Linked DNA regions of Sus scrofa: region 2 is linked to region 1. A link is a contact called in public Hi-C data. All regions are on one chromosome and are shown on one strand. The core of a region is the stretch at or near the end of the contact, and the rest is flanking DNA. Distances in the headings are between cores, read along the strand shown. Region 1 overlaps EBF4 (transcription factor COE4). Region 2 holds the start of EBF4 (transcription factor COE4).

What was found. A called contact is a pair of places that touch in the nucleus more often than the background predicts.
Region 2: a Hi-C map of omental adipose tissue shows a contact between it and region 1, with 1.6 times the contacts expected there. The contact joins the promoter of EBF4 here to the enhancer-like site in region 1. A contact is called at or near these places in 1 of 5 promoter capture datasets (fetal skeletal muscle), 15 of 47 Hi-C or Micro-C datasets (alveolar macrophages, brain, embryonic fibroblasts and 9 more) and 1 of 2 datasets of contacts at active chromatin or transcription factors (skeletal muscle).

What each region holds. Positions count from the first base shown.
Region 1 is chr17:32,879,770-32,887,428 of Sscrofa11.1, reverse strand. It overlaps EBF4 (transcription factor COE4), which reads left to right. Exons shown (of 18, transcript XM_021077750.1): 8 at 633-714; 9 at 1,505-1,622; 10 at 1,722-1,855; 11 at 1,948-2,074; 12 at 4,065-4,195; 13 at 4,325-4,390; 14 at 4,491-4,668; 15 at 4,746-4,934. Among named protein-coding and RNA genes, the nearest start is that of CPXM1, 38 kb to the right of the region's middle. Within about 2 kb of position 4,713, at least 3 of the 83 cell types and tissues checked have an H3K27ac peak or open chromatin away from gene starts, as enhancers often do. A contact at or near this core is called in omental adipose tissue and undifferentiated spermatogonia, where this site is marked.
Region 2 is chr17:32,940,451-32,948,109 of Sscrofa11.1, reverse strand. It overlaps EBF4 (transcription factor COE4), which reads left to right and starts at 3,487. Exons shown (of 18, transcript XM_021077750.1): 1 at 3,487-3,763; 2 at 4,283-4,404. The coding sequence starts at 3,761.

The sequences.
Region 1 (7,659 bases), core at 3,464-5,963:
ACAGTCACACCAGATCCTTAACCCACGGAGTGAGGCCAGGGGCTGAACCTGCATCCTTATGGGTACTAGTCAGTTTCGTAACCCTCTGAGACACAAGAGGAAGTCCCTTGTGTACACTGTTTCTGATGAGTGAACATCCTGTGGCTGATAAGTATACTCTGGGGAAGTTTATGCTGTGCGATGTGGATGCACTGTATGGGGATGGGCCTAAGCTATGACAAATAGACATGGTGTGGGGTAAGTTTGCAGGGAAGTGTGAATTGTTTCACGTGGAGCATGTACTAATGCATGAGTACTAGGTATATACGGTAATAGGGGCCGTATTCTTTAGGATGAATATACTCTGTGTAGATGTGATGAGTATATACTTTGCGAGATAACTACGCACTGTGTGATAGCACGTGGGTGAGGTGGGGGATGTTCTGTATCGTGAAGTTGTCACTGGGACAGCTCTGCCGGATGTGTACCAGGTACCTGTGTGTCTACAGCTCAGATGGGACTATGGGGTGTGTGCATGCATGTGAGCAGGCAGAGGCGGAGTCGTCCTGCTGGGGGCATGGCAGGAAGCAGCTGGATCCTGGTCTGTTTCCAGAACCGCCAGACCCTTGAACCCACCCACCTCACTGTTTCAGGTTCTTCCTCAAGTTCTTCCTCAAATGCAACCAGAACTGCCTGAAGAATGCCGGGAATCCCCGAGACATGCGCCGCTTCCAGGTGGGTCTGGGGAGAGTTATCCCCTGCAAGCCTGCCCTTTCCTGATTGGGTGAGGGGAGGGGAGGCTGTGGCCCTGCCACCGTGGGAAAGTCCCCAGGGGCAGATCTCTGCGCAGACCGGTGCAGGGGCGGCAGGACCTGGTGCCTGCTGGGGGTGGGGCAGCTCCATCTCAACTGATGCTGGCTGCCAAGGGAGGCTTCATTAGAGTCCCACTTAAGGAGATGCTAATTGTGACATTTTTACATGATTAACGACCCAGCTAATTTGCATAGCGTGAAGCAGAGAGCAGCTGCCCTTAGCACATCCCCAACCTGCATACCCCTCCCAGTGATGGGTAGAGGGGAAGGAGATAGCCCCCAGTTTCTTCCCAGGGTGGGGGCTCCTGCTGATGGCTTCTCAGGCTGATGCTCCCCCCTCTTCCCCCCAGCAAATGCTCACTCTCACTTGCCTAAGACCTATTCCTGCCTTGGAGCCCCAGGGATACAGCCTGTGGTGCATGTGGGGTGCAAAAACAGTAGCCCCTCGGCCCAAGGAGTCAAAGGTTTTCTTTTCAGGGCTTTTGATTTTCCTAGTTCCTGGGGATCACTTCCAGTAGGCAGCCAGAGATTGTGCATCTGAGAGTGTCTTCTGACTCACCTGGCCCCCCTTCCACCAGCTCAGCCCCTGAGGTGCCTTCCCCATGCTAGTGACCTAGAATTCCAGCATCCAGCCACCGGCCTCAAGTTGCCAGTACCCCACAGCAGTCCCTCACCGGGAGCCCCAGCCAGGCTGGCCTCGGCTCTCCCCACAGGTGGTGGTGTCCACGACGGTGAGCGTAGATGGACACGTGCTGGCCGTGTCTGACAACATGTTTGTGCATAACAACTCCAAGCATGGCCGCAGGGCGCGCCGCCTGGACCCCTCCGAAGGTCAGGAAACCCTGGCCCAGCCCCGGCTGCCATGGGCCCAGCCAGCCCCAGTCCCCACCTTGGCACAGCCCCTGACCTGGCTCCTCTCCTGCCTCCCAGCTGCCACCCCCTGCATCAAAGCCATCAGCCCCGGGGAGGGCTGGACCACGGGCGGCGCCACCGTCATCGTCATCGGCGACAACTTCTTCGACGGGTTGCAGGTCGTGTTTGGGAACGTGCTCGTGTGGAGTGAGGTGGGCCGCTCCCGCCTGTCTCCCTCCCGGCCCGGGACTGGACCCTGCCCTCGCCGGGTCGGAACCTGCAGGCCTCCCCTCTCCCCTCGCAGCTCATCACGCCCCACGCCATACGGGTGCAGACACCCCCGAGGCACATCCCCGGGGTGGTGGAGGTGACCCTGTCCTACAAGTCCAAGCAATTTTGCAAGGGAGCCCCCGGCCGCTTTGTCTACACAGGTAAGGAATCAGGCGCTGGAGGGGGTGCCCAGGGTTGTGGGAAGGAACGCCTGGCGTCGGAGTCAGCGATTGGCTGCGGTGTGGCCACGCCCCCTAGGCGCCTGCTCCCCCTCCGCCGGCACCCGCGACGCCTCGTCTCCAGACTTCACCACCTTGCGCTGCACTTCCGATTGTTTCCCTCCCCGGCCTCCATCTCCTCAGGATCCTGGCCGGGGCTCTCTCCCTGCCTCGGCCAATCCCATCCTCACCCACCCTTCACCTTCTCTACTCCCCGTGTCTAGGACCGCTCCCCCCCCCCGATGTTTATTTCAAAGATGTCCCCAAATAGCTTGCAGCTCACCGAATCTTCCCGGGTCTCTTGGTTCCCCCAAGCCACCCTAGGCTTCACTCTGCATGCACAGAAACACACACACACACCTTTCACGAAGCTGGGGCGGGGGAAGTTAACACAAGACAGGAGTGAAACTACTCCTGAAGATGTGGCTTCACCCCCCCCCCCCCGCCACCTTCCTGGCTCGACCTGACTAGTGGCCAATAGCCTCTCCACCTCCATCCTCCCGGCACTTCTCCCCATACCCTACCCCACCCAGCAGATATTCAGCTTGCCCTTCATGGGGCACTGGACACTCAGGAGTGACCCTACTTACTGTAGGAGAGCTCCAGTAGAAGAGTGAGAGGGGGAGTTCCCGTCGTGGCTCAGTGGTTAACAAATCCGACTAGGAACCTTGAGGTTGCAGGTTCGATCCCTGGCCTTGCACAGTGGGTTAAGGATTTGGCGTTGCCATGAGCTGTGTTGTAGGTTGCAGACGCGGCTCGGATCCCACGTTGTTGTGGCTCTGGTGTAGACCAGCGGCTACAGCTCCAATTTGACCCCTAGCCTGGGAACCTCCATATGCCGCGAGAGTGGCCCAAGAAAATGGCAAAAAGACAAAAAAAAAAAAAAAAAAAAAAAAAAGGAAGAAGAGTGAGGGGGGCCCGAGCAGTGAACACAGGGTGGGGTGGGTGGAGTTCCACAGTGGAGGAGCTGGTGGTTGTCAAAGAAAACCTCCAGGCGGGAGTGTGGGCTACACAGCTAAGCTGGAACCACAGGAGTGAGTAGGAGGCAGAAGTGAGGAGGGAAAGGCCTCCAGGAGCAGGAGCAGCAAGTGCAAAGCCCCAGGAATGAGCAGCTTGCATTTGAGGGGGAATGCGAAGAAATTCACTAAATCTAGAGTTGGAGATGGTAGGAAGGACATTGAGGCTGGTGAGATAGGTCGAGGCCAAGCTATAGGAGGAGGAGAGGAGGAAGGCTTCTGGAGCCTGGCCCAGGGGCTGCTGTGTCCACCCCAGAGCCCTGGGCGTGGGCCAGCCCCTTCCCTGAGACACAGGCATACCTCTGCTGGTCAGATCCGACAGTCAGGTGCTGCTGAGAGCCCACGTAAACTGTGCTAAATGGAGATTGTTTGGAGTTTTTCTTTTTTCGTTTCTCCTTCCTCCTTCTCTCCTTTCTTTCTTTCCTTCCTTCCTTCCTTCTTTTTTTTGGCTGAACCCAAGCCAAAGTTCCCGGGCCAGGGATCCAATCAGCTGCAGCAGCAACCCAAGCCACTGCAGTGACAACGTTCAATCCTTAACCCTCTGCACCACAGGGGAACTCCCTGGGATTTTTCTTTTTTTATAATAAATAATTTACTACTGAAAAGACCAAACACAGACAAAACTCTCCAGCCCTGCCCTTAGGAATATTAAAGTTAATATGCATGTATGGTTGCCTTTCTTCTAATCACAAATGGGATCATATAGCACATGTGTGTTAATGTCAAGTAGCTGGCATAGGGCCCCGGGCTCAGTAAACATTTGTGGAATGAATGAGCACGAAAAGAACTGAGGAAACTTGCCAAATCTCGCTGTTTCTGTGTGCCCGGAGTTTTCTGAGAGGTGTGGGCCGGGCTTGGTGGAGGAGGTCTGCCGCAAGGCGCCGGTACAGGTTGCGGGCGGGCTTGGCCCTGCGCAGGTGCTGGGAGAGACGCCCTCCAAACGCCGCCCTTCTCCTCAGCCCTGAATGAGCCCACCATTGACTACGGATTCCAGAGGCTACAGAAAGTCATTCCCAGACACCCCGGAGACCCGGAGAGGCTGCCCAAGGTGGGCAGTGGGGCGCGGCGGGGCGGGGATGAGGGTGGCCGGTGGCCCAAGGGTGGGGGGCGGCTTCGGGCCCCTCCGTCGCCCCCAGGGGCCGCCCCTCCGTCCGGCTGTCTCCTCCCCTGCCCCCAGGAAGTGCTGCTGAAGCGGGCGGCCGACCTGGCGGAGGCCCTGTACGGAGTGCCCAGCAGCAACCAGGTATGGCGCCTCCGCCCGCCTCCCCGCGCCGCCCGGCCCGGGACTGCCCCTCTCCCGGCGCCCGCGGCTGCCCCGGCCGTGCCCGCTCTTGTCTTCGCAGGAGCTCCTCCTGAAGCGCGCGGCGGACGTGGCCGAGGCTCTGTACAGCGCGCCCCGCGCGCCCGCGCCTCTGGGACCCTTGGCCCCCAGCCACCCGCATCCTGCCGTCGTTGGCATCAACGCCTTCAGCAGCCCGCTGGCCATCGCCGTCGGGGACGCCACGCCGGGGCCGGAGCCGGGTGCGTCCCGATGCCCCCACCGCCCAGATGACCCTTTCCCTGCCGGCGCAGCGCCCCTGACGGCCGCTCTCTCGCAGGCTATGCGCGCAGCTGCGGCAGCGCATCCCCCCGCGGGTTCGCGCCCAGCCCGGGCTCGCAGCAGAGCAGCTATGGCGGTGGCCTCGGAGCTGGCCTCGGCGGCTATGGGACGCCAGGCGTGGCCGGCCTCGGCGTGCCGGGATCCCCCAGCTTCCTCAATGGTTCCACGGCCACCTCACCCTTCGCCAGTGAGTGTCCCCTGCCCTGGGGTGGAAGGGACCGACCGGCCCAGGGGAGCAGAACGGGACTCAGCCCAGCCCCCTCCTAGCCCATGGCGGGTGGGCGGGAGCTCCCGGCACACCTGTCCTATGAGCTTCGACCTTCGCCTTGCCCTCGGAGGCAAGGGCAGCCCTCTCTGTGTGCAGCCTCTCTCTGCCGTTGGAGATCTACCCCGCAACCCTGGAGCCGGGGCATCTTTTTTGCCCCTTTAGCTCTCTTTGCTGACAGCGGTTGTCCACATCGCTTCTAGCCCTCCCCTCTTCCTGAAACGGGCTTTAACTCGGGGACCTCCAGCTTAAACCTAGTGGACCGCCACCTCTCCATCTTATGCCAGGACTTCAGGAGGAGGCTGGTGCCCCCTGCCGGAAGCCTGAGGGAACTCAGGGCTCACGAAAAGTAGGTTTCTACCTGGCCCCTCTGGCCCCCCAGGAGAGGCAGGTGTCAAAAAACGTGGCTCTCAGCAGTCTGGTTGGGCAGAGCGAGTGACTTCTGTGTGGTCAGACACCTGGATTCAGAGTTTGATTATGCAAATCAGGGGCTGTCTGACATTCAGCAAGTTCCGTTTCCTCTCTGTAAAATGGAATCCGTATCACCCGTTGCCTAGGATTGTTCTCAGACCTGAATGCACCACTGTGCATAAACGGCCCAGACACAGTGCAGGGGTATGTCACTTTGCACTGCAGCACTGCCTGTGGTCGCTAACCATCTTCTGTCTAGCTTCTTGGGGCCAAGGTGGAGGGGAGCAGTTCGGAGATGGGTAGATGAGCAAAAGGACATTTATGCTTTTACCATTTTGCCCTGCCCTTAAGTCCCTCCTTCCAACACCAAGTTCCAGAACAGCTTGTCTGCTTATAGTTTAGCTATTCAGCAGAGATATATGAAGCACCTGCTGTTTGCAAAACGCCTGGCTTGGGAGAGAGTTCCACCCCTGCTCACCTGCAAGGAGCTTCCCCATGAGTTGTAAGGGAGATTGGTCCTTGAGTCCTGGGAGACACTGCTGTGCCAGAGGAATGAGGAAGGCTCACCCCGAAGGAGCTGGTTGTGGCTTTTCCTGCCATTCCTTCACCTGTCCCCATTTTATGTTTGCAATTGCTGAAGACCAACATAATTGGCCACCTGCCTAGCCTTCCCAACTATGCCTGCATCCTGGGAACTGCTCTTTTTGGCTGTGGGTTTGAGTCTGGCTCTATTCTGCCGGTATGGGCTCAGCTTCTGGGACCAGAAGCCCCATATGCCAGTGTCCACACAGAACATGACCCTCAGGTGTCCCCCCAAGACTCCTGTCTCCCCTTTGCTGAGGCCAGGCTCCACTGCTCCCACTTCCCTTCAGTTCTGGGCAGTATTCTTACTGCCTCTCTCAGGGTGCCCCCCCCCATTGAAGCTGGTGGAGTTTGGGACACCAGCTCCCCCTTCTCCACCAACACACAGTGCAGTCAACAGTGGAGGAACACACTGCCCCACTGAGCAAAGCCAACTGCCCGGGGTCTTCCCATTCACACTGAGAGTCAAGAACTCTGCAGCTGGTTAAGCCCCACTCCACCATCAGCTGGGGATACCCCAGACTGGCCTAACTTCGGTCCTATCTGGTGGTACGGTCCTGTCCAGTCCCCATCCACTCCCCTTGTGCCCAGTGCTCTGTAGCAAAGCTCAGTGGGGCATCATTCTCATTGAGTTTGCCAGGATGTACCTGTAACGACATCTAGAGCTGTCCCTGCCAGAGGCTCTCTGCTTGGGCCCCCCTTTAGTCTTCTGCTTCAGCCGCCAGCTGCCATGGACTGACCCACAACTCCCAGTACTACCCAAGCTACAAAATACGGCTGTGAGCTCTGGGCCTTGAAAGATATAGTACATTTTCTGGCATTCATCTCAAGCCCTCCACAGAGCTCCACGGGCCTCCTCAGCTAGCAATCAGCATTGTCTTAAAGGAGACAGTGATCCACGGGGCCGAGTACCTTTGGAACAGAGGCCAATGTTGAAAGTATCACTGTACCAGAGTTCCCATCTTGGCGCAGTGGTTAACGAATCCGACTAGGAACCATGAGGTTGCGGGTTCGGTCCCTGCGCTTGCTCAGTGGGTTAAGGATCCGGCGTTGCCGTGGCTCTGGTGTAGGTCAGTGGCTACAGCTCCGATTAGACCCCTAGCCTGGGAACCTCCATGTGCCGCGGGAGCGGCCCAAGAAATAGCAAAAAAAAAAAAAGAAAGAAAAGAAAGTATCACTGTACCAAGGCAGGGTGGGAGTGTGTTCTGATGCCAAAAAGCAGCTTTCTCAGGCTACCGGTTTCTTTCCAGAAGCCCCCCACCCTCACCCCATTGCCTACTGCTTGGACAACACTCAAATCGTAGTCGTCTTGGTCTTTAGAAGAGAAAGGCAGGGAATGGGGTCCTGATGAGGATGGAGAAAGGGGGATCCAGAGAGTCTCTGGGCAGGACCTGCCAGGAGAGGAGGCTGCAGGAAGGAGGGGGCAGACAAAGGCTGTGTGTCGGAGGATCCCTGGCTATACCCAGGAGAGCAAGCCACAGCCGTAGGGGCTGGGGGATTAAAGAACAGGAAGGTCTGGAGTGCCCACTGTGGCACAGTGGAAGCAAATCTGCCTAGTAACCACGAGGTTGCGGGTTTGATCTCTGGCCTCACTCAGTGCATTAAGCATCCAGCATTGCCATAGTTCTGATTCAACCCCCTAGCCTGGGAACCT
Region 2 (7,659 bases), core at 2,238-4,737, 62 kb before region 1:
GGATCCAGCATTGCCGTGAGCTGATGCAGAGGCAGCTCAGATCCCGCGTTGCCGTGGCTGTGGTGTAGGCTGGTGGCTACAGCTCCGATTAGACCCCTGACCTGGGAACCTCCATATGCCGCGGGAGCGGACCAAGAAATGGCAAAAAGACAAAAAAATAAAAATAAAAATAAATAAAACTGTGGCAGGAGGATGGACGGGAGCGGACAGCTAGAGTGCAGGAAGATAGCTAAGGAGGATGTCAGCAAACTGGGGCAGCTCCCTCCTCCAAGCCAGCGGAGAACAAGTAAGCTTCACTGTTAAAGATCTTCACTGTGACCATTAGGGGAGGGAGAAGCACATGGAGGGAGATTTCTTAAGACCTGACCAACACGTGGCTGTGGGCAGGGCGAGGAAAGTATCAGAGATGAACTTCTGGGCCCCGAGCGCAGCAGGTAGTTGCACATCAGAAGGAGGTGCCATGGACAGACTCAGGGGAGGCAGGAGGAGAGCTGGCTTGTGGCCAATGGGCATGAGTGTGGCTTGGGCACGTGGAGATGAAGCAGCCCCACCCCCAGCCCAGGGGCAGAGCTACTTGGGAGAGGACCGCTCCCTGGAGGTAGGGCTTCCCTGCCTCCACAAGGGTCAAGGTCAGCCCTGTCCTCACCAGGAGATGTTCAGGACAGAAGCAGATGGAAGCCCACACTAGGGCATCATTTCCCCAAAGATGGCCTCTCAGACGGTGGAAAAGCATGAGTTCTTGAAGAAAGGGAGATGGGAGCAAGACACAGCAGGCTGGGTGCACGGAGAGCTAAGAGGAGAGATGGGGTGCTCCGATCATCAGGATGGCCTTCCCAGAGGTGTGGAGGAGGGGATGCAGAGAGCCCAGTGCTGCATGGGGGGGTCAGAGGGCCTCAGGCAGAGAGAAGAGCAAACAGCAGCAACATTGGAAGGGACCCAGACCACTAGGGCTTCAAGAGTGGCTTGCTGGGGGCTGGCAAAGTCAGCCTTGGTGGAATACGCCTGTGGACTTGGTTAGAAACAGGAGGGGCACAAGTTGGAGGAGGAGGCAGCGGGGACAAAGCGAGGTTCTTTTAAGAGTTGGGAGGTCTGAGCAGAGTAAAGAAGGAAGATCAACAGATCAGACGGAACATCAGGAGGAGCAGAAGATGGGACTGAGCAAAGATGTCCCTGAGCACACATGCTTCTCTGGGGAGCAGGGGGAGAAGAGAATGGGTGAAAAGACTGAGAAAGAACGAAAAATGCAGACGGCTGAGAACGACAGCAGGATTCTGCTTGTAATCTCTCCAGTAAAGAAGAGGTAGGGTATCTGCTGGAAATTTAGAGAGCCAGAGGCAGGTCTGAAGATTGGTAAGGGAGCACAGTAAGCACAGAACAGCCTGGGGTGGGGGGGTTCCCTAGAGCATTGCTTCTCAAATGTAATGTGTACGTGAATTCCCTACAAGTGTGTTAAAAAGGTAGGTTATGATTTAGCAGGTCAGGGCAGGGCCTAAGATTCTGCATTTCTAACAAGCCCCTGCATAATGCTGAAGCTGCTGGTCCAGGGACCATGTTGGGAGGAGCATGGATTTAGAGAGTCAGATAAGGGGATGGAGAGAGACTGAAGGAATTCCCACTGTGGTGCAATGGGATCTCCAGCGTCTCTGGAGCACTGGGTCGTACAGGTTTGATCCCTGGCCTGGCACAGTGGGTTAAGGATCTGAAGTCGACCAATACTGCATGGGTTGCAAATGGGGCTCACATCTCATCCCAGGCCCAGGAACTCCATATGCGGCAGGGCAGCCAAAAATGATAATAATAAAAAAAAAAAAAAAAAAAAGAATGAAAGAGGAGTTCCCGTTGTGGCGCAGTGGTTAACAAATCCGACTAGGAACCATGAGGTTGTGGGTTCGATCCCTGGCCTTGCTCAGTGGGTTAAGGATCCGGTGTTGCCCTGAGCTGTGGTATAGGTCGCAGACATGGCTCAGATCTGGTGTTGCTGTGGCTGTGGTGTAGGCCAGTGGCTACAGCTCCGATTCGATCCCTAGCCCGGGAACTTCCATAGGCCACTGGAGTGGCCCTAAAAAACAAAAAACAAGAGAGAGAAAGAAAAAAAGAAAAGGAAAGAAAGGGAAGGAGACTGAAATAAGAATTCACCTTAAGGAGAGACTACCTTTGATCTCAACTGGGATAAAAACTGAGACCTTGAAAAATCTGGGTGGGACTGAGGTCCTTGCAGGTAATGAGGAGGGGGCCGTCGCGAGGGGGATGGTAGAGGGCAGAGGTCAAGAGAGGAGGTGGGTGCCTCTGGGATGGTAGGAAAACCCAGCAGAGGTCAGAGGTCCACCGCATGAGGTGGACCACCAAGTGCACACTTGGAAACCACCCCCCACCCCCCACCCCCGCAAAAAAAAAAAAACGGGAGTTGGGAGTCAGCTGGGGCATGAAAATAATATTCCAGGGAGTGAAGCAGGCCACCCCTAATGCTGTTCTTCAGGAAAGTGCTGGACTCATTCTGGGCTTGTTCAAAGCCTGGCCAGGACACACCAGGCCAGAATGTGGGGAAAGGGGCAAAAAGGCTCAGCCTTTGGGTCTAGGGCAAGAAGATTTCTGGGCCAGGAACTAATAAAAGCATAATGAAATCTGAGAGGGGAGATTCTTTGGCTGGGGAGACAGAAGAAGTGAGCTGGGATCTGAGTCCTAACTTAGTGACCAACTTGCACCAGAACCCAAGAAGTGTCTGAAAGGCAGAGGTTGGAAACGAAAATGCTTTAGTTGTAGGCAAGCCAAGACCTGGCCTGAGGATGAGGGGTGCAGGGACAGCGCTCGGCGGCGTGTCTGGGGCCCAGCCTAAGAGAGAAAGGTTTGGGTCCCAGGCTGAGGTTAACCCGAGGTCAGGGGAAATGCTGGGAGGGCGGCCGGCGCCAGCAGAGAACATCAAGAGTCAAAGCCCGAAGGCGTCGAAATGAGCGGCAACTGCAGGTCCTGGGCGTCGGTGTGGAGCGTAGGGCGGGTGGCTGGGAGACAAGGATGAACCGAGAGGAAGCCCGGGCACGGTCCAGAGGCGACCTGGAGGCGGAGGAGGCTTCTGAGAGCGGCACAGCACGCTCCTCCGGCTTTGGCCCCGCTCCCCGGCCGCGCAGCCCCGACTGCTCCTTGCCCGGGCCTCCCGGGCCCGAGCTGGTCCCCCCGGCTCCTTCCCGCGGCCTCGGCCAGGCCGCAGCCCCCGGCCCCGGCGACGGACTCACCAGGGTCCGCCCCGCCGCGGCGGCCCGGACCCGGCCGCTCCTCCCCCGATGATGTCACGTCCCTGGCCGCCCCTCGGCCGGCCGCGCCGCCCCGCCCCCGCCTCCCCCGGCCCCCAGTCCCCTGGGCCCGCCGGCTCCCGCCATCCCTCCTCCCGCCCGCTCTCCCTCCCTTCGGCTCCCGCTCCCCCGGGAGCGGCGGCGGCGGCGGCGGTGGCGGGATGGCCCGGGCCCGCGGCCAGGCCCCGGGGAGCGGCGGGCGGCGGCGGCCGCGGCGGGGAGGCGCGGGAACCGGGCCCCGGGGGGAGTCGGCCGGGTTGCTGCTGCTGCTGCTCCAGGTGCTGCCGCCCGGGGCTGCGGCAGGGCCCGGGCGCCGAGGCACGCGGGGCGCCGGCGGCGGCGGCGGCGTCTGCTGGCCCGGCGTTGCCCCTGTGTTTCCCCGGGACGCGAGGCTGCTGCTGCTCCTGCCTCCCCTGCCGCCGCTGTCGCCGCCGCCGCCGCCGCCGAGCTCCGCGCCTGCAGCCTCCGCCTCCCGGATGGTAATCAGCGCCCCGCGCCGGCGCCGCGGGCGGGCGGGCAGGCGGGAGGTGGGGGCGACGAGGGGGAAAGGGCGGGCAGCCCCGTGCCCCCGCCTCGCCAGAGGCAGTTCCCGGGGCGCTCGGGCCTCCCCCCCTCCGACGACCGCGGCCCTGGGCAGCCGCCAGAGCGCGCCGCTGGGGCGCCTCTGAGCGGACCGGGTGCCGGGTCCTCTCCTCGCCCTCCCCACCCCGCTCGCAGTCCGCCCGCCAGCGCTCAGGCCGCGGGGGAATCCCTCCATCTCCCCGCCCCGCGCCCCGGGAGGGGAGGGGACAGCGCCGGCGCTCGCCGACCCGCTTTCTCCGAGGGAGCGCCCAGGAGGCTAGTGCGCACTGAGCCGCCGGGACTGGCGCTGCGCTGCACTCCTGCGGGCGCCCGGTGCCGTCGGGCGGGCGGAGCTGAGACGCCCCGCAGCCTCGGCGGGACCGGATCCGGGCAGTGGGGGCGCCCACCGACTGCGCGCCCTTATGTTCCCTGCGCAGGACGCTCTGCCCCGAGGCGGGCTGAATCTCAAGGAGGAGCCGCTGTTGCCTGCGGGCCTGGGCTCGGTGCGCTCCTGGATGCAGGGCGCGGGCATCCTGGACGCCAGCACCGCGGCGCAGAGGTAAGCGCTCGGACCGCGACTTGGCGAGCTCGGGTTGGACGGCTGCGTGCCACCTTCGTTCAGTTTGCTGAGCTACTGGGGTGAGCGGTTGGAGGGAGCCCTAACTCCGGACTGTCCCGGCAAGCTCTTGCGCCCACCCTATCCTGAGCGCCTGTGCTTCCTCCTGAGGATGTGGGGCGGGCCGGGGCGGGGCTTCTGCCTCCACTCCTGGAGGTCCCGGCTTTGATTTCTGACTATCGCTCCCTGGCCCAGCTCTAGAGGAGGAGGTATTCCGCTGCCCGCAGTCCCACAGCCACCAGCCGTCAAGGAGCCGCTGACCCCTCCTTCCTAGGCAGTTTCCGTGCCCCACCTTGTCCAGTTCCACTGCTCTCTGCCAGGAAAGGCACGAAACCCAACCCCCTTTCAGCTTTCCCACGCCCCTCAGAGTTGGAGGCTGGGGATGTGCAAAGCTGGAGGAGCGGCTGGGGCTGAAGAGTGGAGAAGAGAGGAGGTGGGCAGTCGACTTGGTGGAATGATTGTGGCTGAAGGGACCGCTCAGGTCCCACCTCTCCAGGTGTTTTTCTGGTTAGTTCTCCCCAAGGCAGAGGCTCCCTGGGAATGCGGCACCCAGGCGCATCTCCTCTGACTCCTTTGCAGGGGTCTAGGCAGGGGGCCTGGATGGGGGATGGACTCCTGGATTTGGAAAGAAAGTAGAAAGATTTGTTGACCTCTGCCCACACCACCTGGGCTCCAGGCTTTTTGTACCCCCAGCTGCGAGCAAGGGGAGGGGAGGTTAGACATCCTACCCCCGGAGTTCTCAGTGGCTGGGACTAGGGAGGCGCTGCCTCTGCAACAACCTGAAGCACAAGGGAGCTGCGCTCCCCAGAGCTCTGAGCAGCCGCTTGTCCAGCAGCCTGAAGAGATTCTGCTGGAGGGTTTCCAGGGCCAAGCAGGCCTGGCCACTGGCCACACATTCACACCCCCAGCCCTGTTCAGGGACTCCTCGCCACCTCGCCACCAACCTCAACCTCACCCCTTAACAGACACACATCTTGTTTTGTGTTCAAACTGAATGGTGTTTCTGCACTCCTGTGCTTTCATGGCTGTCTGTCCAGAGGGACCACCAGGGCGTCTTTCTGGAGCTCACCTCTTTGGAAAGAGAAAGGGTCTTGCCTAGGAATTCATTTACATACTTTTACTCATAACTATATTCCAGAGAATATGGGAAATGGAACACAAATCCCCACCTCTCTCATACAACTAGAGTCACATTTTAGTGTATTTCCTTCTCGTCTTTCTTCCTCCTAACATATTTTTTTTCCTGTGTTATACATACCATTCTGTATCCTGCCTGTTTTTCTGTTGGTCCTGTTTTTCAATTTAACTTGAGATGGTCAATTTCTTTGTCTTTTTTCCTCCACCACCAGCTGTGTCGTGAGCGCTCCTTGTAAGGGTGGGTGGAGCGTTCCAGTGGGGCCTGGGGGTTTAAGGTTCCTGCTTGTCTCTGACCCAGCCCTGTGTCCCCGCCGCCGCTGCTGGCAGATTCGATGAGAAGGAAGCAGACGGGAGGGAGACCAGGAGGGAGACTGTGCCCTTGTAGCCCATGTGGGTGCAGGAGGCGTGGGAGGTGAGGCTCTTCCCACAAGATGGGGCATCAGCAGTGTGGTCTGTACACGGGGAAGAGGTCTTTAGTGGGGTCGAGGTGTCCAGTCTGAGTCCCCAGAGCCACATCACTGGGACTTGGAAGGTCTCCGCAGTTTGAAGAGAGGCATTTCTTCAGGCTGCTCATCTCCAAGTCCAGAGACTTCTCTGTCTCAGGCACAGACTGGGAGTCCCCACGCGTTTGGTTGTCTCTGGACGCCTCCTTGCTAGGGTATCGGGCTACTCCTTTCCCGTTCTTCATTCTTCCGAGGCACCTGCCCATTGGTTCTCCCTCCTCCATCAGTCCTCTCTTGGGGTCTTTGCATCCCAGAACAGCCACAACAGAAATCCCTTTCCCTGCCCTGCCCCCTTCACCTCTGCCTGGCTCCTCTCCCTCTGTCTCGGGGGAGCTTGCTCAGCAGAGCTCCCCGAAAGGCTGCTTTGGGTCTCACGACTGTCTTTGATGTGCTCTTCGCCTTCGCCCCACAGCCGCCTGGTTGTTCAAGGCTTCTGGATGGTCCCCTCTGTGTCCCATTCCGAATCACGGTGCCCACGGCCAGCTTTTAACCATGACGCACACTCTTGCCCTCCACGGCTTTCCTCTTGAATGTGAAGGTTAACCTGCCCCAGTTTATCACCTCCAGCCTGCTAGCCCGCTGCCCCAGCCTCTCAGCACACCCCAAAAACATCTGCCATGCACCGGTGGCAAAGCAATATGTTCAAAGAACTTTTCTCTGATCACGTCTGTCCCCAGTTAAAGGTTCAGTGACCCCCCCCCCCAGCGTCCTCCCAGTCAGCATCCAAGGCCCATCACAGTCTGACCCCAAGCTTCCTGTCAGCCTCTGTGTGACACTTGGCATCCAGCAATGTCTCTTGAAACAGCACCCACACACCCACTGAATAAAATCTGAAAACCCCCGCGAGCCTCCCCGTCCCCCAGAACCTTCTTTGTCTGTGCCCTCCCACCCGACCCAGAAGAGCAGCCCTTAGAGCTAAGGATGCTTGGCACAGGCCAGAGTGAGCTGTGTGCTGCCTGTCCCCACTTCCTTGTCCTGCCAGCCTACGCCTCCCTTTAGGACACGGGTGGTGGCTCCTCCATCCTTGTGTCTGCAGCACCAGACTCGACAGTCTCCAGCGGGCCGGGAGGCAATGAGTATCTGCTGGAGGAGCCAGTGTGCATGTTAGAAGTTTCCCAAATCTTTTTTTGTTGGGCTCCCCTGTCCACATTGGTGGTTTCCAGGGTCTCCCTGACCCCAGGTAGCAGGTACTAGAGCAGGTGCTGCTTCGCAGCTTTCCAACACCAAGGTTTTTCAGAAGGAGAAGGCTCAGAGCCTGCTGAGATCAGTGAGGGAGGCTCTGCCAACAGGAAGGAAAGTTCTGAGCAAAAGAGAGGTAGAGAGAAAAGACAGGTTGCATACCCACGCACGGAGGTAGTGGGGGAGGCGGGTGCGGAGGGCTGGAAGGGTCTCCCTAGCGAGGACCTCTGCACGAGGACCCCTGGCCATTGTGATGACTGTCCCCGCCCTGGGCCAACAAGACTTTATCTCCGAGAGCCGTAGCCCAGCCCCAGCCCACGTCCCCTGGAATCCCCTGCAGACCCACATCCTCTTGCTGGGGTTCCCAGCCCAGAAGCGG